Regions from separate parts of the Hordeum vulgare genome. Here region 2 is linked to region 1. The links are chromatin contacts, called in public Hi-C maps. All regions are on one chromosome and are shown on one strand. Each heading gives the region's core, a stretch centred on a gene start, on an enhancer-like site or on the middle of the called end of the contact. The rest is flanking DNA. Distances are from core to core; before and after follow the strand shown.

Region 1 (2,976 bases), core at 11-2,510:
GGACGACGATGAAGTCCACATCCGACCTGGACGAAGCATCTCCACGACGCGACATCTGGGGCTGAGGCAACTGAAGCACAGGAGGTTGCTGCGCAGGGATCTCCGAGCCATGCCCGGGACGGGGCGCTGTCTCTTGTGCGGGAGCAAGAGCTGGGCGAGGCAATGGAGGAGGAGGCACATAATTGCAGTCGAGCGAACTAATTGGCTTCCATTTGTTGCGACAACCACGGGCCTTGTGGCCATTATGAAGGCAACGGCTGCAGTGGACAGGGTCACGCCACGTCACTGCATGGTGGCCGCATGCGAGGCACCGACAATAACGACCACGAAGCCAGCTGGGGATGGGCAGTGGCTTGAATGCCGGAGCAGGCAAAGCCGGGCGAAGCGGGCTCGCATGAGAGCAAGTACAATAAGGTACAGTCAGGAGGCTGTAAGAATTAAAATACTATATTTTTGCTGAGTTGGATGAGAGAGAAGAGGAGAGAGAAGGGAAGGGGGCTCTTCATGAAGAGCCGGCTCTAGCACGTGCTCCTAGGTGCTTTGTGAGAATGAAAGGTGAGCCATATATGATAAAGGTAGTACTCTTTTGTAGCTAACTATTGTACAAGCTAGATATAAGATGAACTATAAGACTGCTTATAGCCAGCAGTTGGCTATACTATTAAGCATGGTGTGAGTATGTTCTGCAGTGCAATTAAAATAGAAATACACTTCATTCTTATGTAATGCTGTTTTATTTTCAGCTACTGTTATTTAATACTCACATTATTGATAAATTATTGAACAAGGAAAGTAGTAGTAGCGAGGTTGATGATTTGATGGTACCAAATCAAGTGTGCAGGCTTTATACTTTGGAAGAAAACAAAATTATGCATGTTTCGTGGTGCCAAGTCAGGAGTACCTAAGATATCCCAAAAGAGGTGGGCATGGCGTGGATGAAAAAAAACAATGAATCGACATCGATTTCGTTCCTGTCTGTCACGCTCGATCCCCTCTCAAAAAAAGAAAAAACCTTACTAGCATGGGAAACATCGAACAACGCCTATGGATTGATAAAGGTCGGTTGGGTTCACGCCGCAAAAAAAAAAAAAGAAAAAGATCGGGTTCACACATGACGACACACACAACCCGACAGTTCCTTCCGGAGCACAATCCGGCAGTTCCTTCCGGAGCACAACTCCCCGCTGACCGGGTCAGCCCTTCCGCCCCCTGCAGTTCCTTCCCGCCATTTCCTCTCCCCATGACCGACTTAACCCCACACAATCCGCCGCCCCCAAACCCCCCGACTTTAAAAATCACGAGAAGCAACCCACCCCACACCCACCCCACCTCTCGCGCTTCCTCTGTCTCTGCGCCGCCGCCGCCGCCGCGCGATGCCTCGCCGAAACGGGAATGCATCTGGTAAGTCCCCTACTTATGCTGAACCCCTCGAATCCCGCCCCTCAAGCCTGAATCCCCGCCTCCCATCGCAGGCCCCGGCGGCAGTCGTCGCCGCCGGCGCGACGACCACGACGAGAGCGTCCCCTCCGATAACACCTCCGACTCCGACTTCGTCGCCGGTACGGATGACGAGGCGGGGGACGACGACGACGAGTTTGCCTCCGATGAAGACGCCCCTGCGCCTGCGGTGGCGGTGGCGCCGCGTCCGGCGTTGTCACCACGGCCGCGCAAGTCCAAGTGTAGGCGGAAGACGAAGAAGGGGAAGCGCGACGAGGACGGGCCGCCCCTGCCGTGGGAAGAGTGGGCGGAGGCTAATACCAAGTGGCTCGACGAACGCGTCGGGGCGTCGGAGGAGACCAACACCTCGGCGGCGGCGGTGGTGCCAACCGCGGAGCCGGCCCCGGAGGTGCTGCTCCAGCTGCTGCGCTTCCAGAAGGAGTGGCTCGCGTGGGCGCTGGCGCAGGAGGCCTCGGTTTCGCGCGGCGGCATCCTCGCGGACGAGATGGGCATGGGGAAGACCATCCAGGGCATCGCACTCGTCCTCACCGCGCGCCAGCTACGCCCCCCCGGCTCGTCCTCGCCACCGTCCACATCACTGGGCCTCCCGATGCGCCGGGTAGGGTGCACCCTTGTGATCTGCCCCGTGGTGGCCGTCATCCAGTGGGCGCAGGAGATCGAGCGGCACACGGCCAAAGGCAGCGCGCGCGTGCTGCTCTACCATGGTGCTCGCCGGGGCTCTCAGAAGCACGATTTCGACACCTTCGACTTCGTGGTCACCACCTACTCCACCATTGAGGCGGACTACCGGAAGCACATAATGCCACCCAAGATTCGGTGCGAGTACTGCAATAAACAGTTTTACCCCGAGAAGCTCAAGATTCACTTGAGATATTACTGTGGACCCGATGCTCTCCGCACTGAGAAGCAGGCGAAGCAGAAGAGCAAGAAGTCGGCTGATACCAAAGTGAAGGGGAAGGGCAAAGCAAGTGCTCACAAGAGGAAAAACGGTATTGAGGAGGAGGATTGCGAGGAATTGGCTAGCGAATCCAGGGGCAAGTCACTTCTACACTCAGTGCGGTGGGAGCGGATTATCTTAGATGAGGTGATCATATGCCCTTTCTTGCCGCCTTTTTTACGATTCGGCAATTTAATAAACTGCATATATAGATATGAAGTATCACGAAGTAATCGATTTTTTTTTTAAATGGAACACTTAGTTGTGGTTCATACTGTCAATCTGCCATGTGTCTGTATTACTTCTTAGCGATGTAACCCCGTTTTCTTCGACTAAGCATGATTTCTGGTTGTAGTGATCAAACATGGCAAATTCTTATTTGGGGGATTTTTTTTTAATTGTAGCCTCCAGGTGAACTTGTTACTGTATCTGTGAGCAATGCATAACATAGTACTATTTCTACAGCATTTCTACGTTCTACTGTCTTAGGTGATACACAAGCAGTTCTAATACCTGCATCGTTATGATGATAAGCTCTTGTCTAGTATTTTGACCAATAACCTGTTCCTATACATTTGGTT
Region 2 (2,700 bases), core at 26-2,525, 550 kb before region 1:
ATAGTGGGCGAGCAAATGGTCGCCGCCATAGCAGACAACCAACGAAGAAGAGCCACTGCTTGGCAACCAGGATGAGCTCACATGTCGTTATCGTGTCACAGTCTGAACATGAACGCCGCTGCAAATCTCAGGAATCCTGAGAAAGAAATGCAAAATTTTAGAGCACTGATCCATCAACATGCCACGCCAGAATCAAACCTACAACGCTGCTCTACATCACAAACAGAGCAACACGATCGTGCAACATAAGAAGGAATAGGTGATGATTGACGAGCACGATCCCACCACAAGATAACTAATAAAACAGCACCGAAGCAGCGCATGCATACATGGAGAGGATGAACCGCATCTCAATGGCAGAGCGAAGCTCAACTTGGATGAAACTATAAGGAACACCCGTTGCCTGAAACGGGAATGAGAACAAACAGCCAGCTCACATCACAGGAACCTGGGTAACACAAAACGCACATCAGCAAATACACAGGTGACAGCACCATGAGTCAAAACACAAAGAGAAGCAACAACTCCGGTCGTATGAACTACCTCCACGGGAAAGATCAACCGGAGCGAAAACAAGAACAACAGGAGCACCATCCTGGGAGCACACGTGCAAAGGGTCTGACCCACCATCGTGGTCCATGAATCTTGCAAGGACACAATCAATCAGTCGAGCACCTCGCGCGTGCTCCACAGCTTCAAACGAAAACACAATCAAAGACTTGTTTTTTAGTCAGGGGCGGCACAGAGGAGCCACTCGGAGAGCCTGGGGAGGGGAGGGTGAGCAGGCCGTTGAGCCCGGCGGTGAGAAGGTTGCACGCATCGACGCTTGTTGGCGCGACGGGAGAAGGGAAGGCGACGCACCTTGTGGCACAGTTGATGCATGATCTCGGCTATCATGCCGACATAGCGCCTCCGACCACACCATCGTCCCGACATCACCACGCCTCCACCGCCACCACTACCCGCTCCTCCGCTCGTGGGCGCAGCACCGGGGGCGCGAGGTCGTTGTGGCATCCCCTTCATCCCCCTCCTCTATTACCATCATGAAGGCTGGGTGGAGCGCGAAGACGAGAAGGCTTGGGGATGGAAGATCGGAGGTGGATGCCTTCTCTGGTGAAGGGCGCCAGAAGAGCTGGGATGCGCCGATGGGGCTCGGGCGACGGCGGCGGCAACCCTAGCCCGCCTGAGGAAGGGAGGAACAAAAGGGGCCGTTGCGTCATGCCATTTTCTAGGAGAGAAATTAATTCTACCTTTTTTAAAAATAAAAAAATCCAACGTCACTGTAGATTCGACGCGGCATGGCTCAGCGATGGCATGTATGACGTGGCATGGCTCGGCGATCTACGCTTAGGTCACGTACAATGATTGATAAGATAGTTGGACTTAGGCCGTGTTTGTTTTATAAGTCCTGGGACTTTTTTAAGTCTCAACTTATAAGTCATAAGTGCCTACCTGTTTGTTTACACGGACTTATAAGTCCCGAGTCCCTACCTGTTTGTTTACAGAGACTTATAAGTCCATGTTGCACCTAATAATACACTTGTTCGCATGGATCGTCATCAGCCAACGCGTACGGCACACAGGATAAGCACCGCTGCAACGAGGCTCAGGAGAGGGCCTGTCCGGCGATTGGGGGCACCACTGCAACGAACCGAGGCAGAACAAACCGAGGCGGGGCGATGACGGGGCGGCGAACCGAGGCAGAACGAACCGAGGCGAGGCGGCGACGGGGAGGCGACGGGGCGAAAGGCGGGGCGGCGACGGGGCGAAAGGCGGGGCGGCGACTGGGCGAGAGGCGGAGCGGCGACGGGGCGAGAGGCGGAGCGGCGGCGGCGATTGGACCGAGAGGCGGAGCGGCGTGCAGGGAACGATCCTGGAGCGACGCGGGGTAGGTCCGACCCGGGATAAGTCCCAATAAGCTCCTCCTTGAGAGTCTTATTTGATAAGTCCCAAATCACCGCAATAAGTCCTTTGTGTTTGGTTTAGGTGGGACTTATAGGGACTTTTTTAAGTCCCTAAATCAATAAGTCCCTGGAAACAAACACCCTCTTAACTATACAGCGGCGCCGCATATGAGGCCCTGTTTGTTTCATAAGTCCTAGGACTTTTTTAAGTCCCAACTTATAAGTCATAAGTCCCTACCTGTTTGTTTACACAGACTTATAAGTCCCGAGTCCCTACCTGTTTGTTTACAGGGACTTATAAGTCCATGTTGCACCTAATAAAATACACTTGTTCACATAATCTTTGTTCATACAAATGAATTGCAGAATAGTGACAACCGAAATAACAATTATTCATAACACTTGTTCATACAAACGAATTAACACTTGTTCATAAGAACCAAAATAAGAGAGAGTACATAACAACCGAGATAACAGAAATTACATAAGCGAAGAACACTTCTTCATATCATTGTTGTTTCAAGGACCATAACCCATCAGCGATCCAAGCTCTGAATTGATTCATAGCAGCACTGTCCATCTCATTTGTTGAATCATTTGTTGTAGTCGTTGACATAGACAATGGTACATAAATTTCATCTTGATCACACAAGTCGAAATCTATATCGGCGAGTTGACTTTGTCTAATAAAATTGTCCAGTGCAATGCAAGCCACAATTATTTTGCTTTGTTTGTTGTTGTTGATAACTAGGCAAGTGAAACAAAATCCTCCACTTGTTCTTCAGGACTCCAAAAC

The links. A called contact is a pair of places that touch in the nucleus more often than the background predicts.
Region 2: a contact with region 1 is called in a Hi-C map of leaf, with 6 times the contacts expected there. The contact joins the enhancer-like site here to the promoter of LOC123425921 in region 1. A contact is called at or near these places in 1 of 6 Hi-C or Micro-C datasets (leaf) and 1 of 1 datasets of contacts at active chromatin or transcription factors (embryo).

What each region holds. Positions count from the first base shown.
Region 1 is chr2H:220,299,302-220,302,277 of MorexV3_pseudomolecules_assembly, reverse strand. It overlaps LOC123425921 (DNA repair protein RAD16), which reads left to right and starts at 1,260. Exons shown (of 15, transcript XM_045109684.1): 1 at 1,260-1,401; 2 at 1,473-2,542. The coding sequence starts at 1,374. It also overlaps the pseudogene LOC123426183.
Region 2 is chr2H:220,848,081-220,850,780 of MorexV3_pseudomolecules_assembly, reverse strand. No RefSeq gene overlaps it. Among protein-coding and RNA genes, the nearest start is that of LOC123425922, 160 kb to the left of the region's middle. Within about 2 kb of position 1,275, at least 2 of the 3 cell types and tissues checked have open chromatin away from gene starts, as enhancers often do. A contact at or near this core is called in leaf, where this site is marked.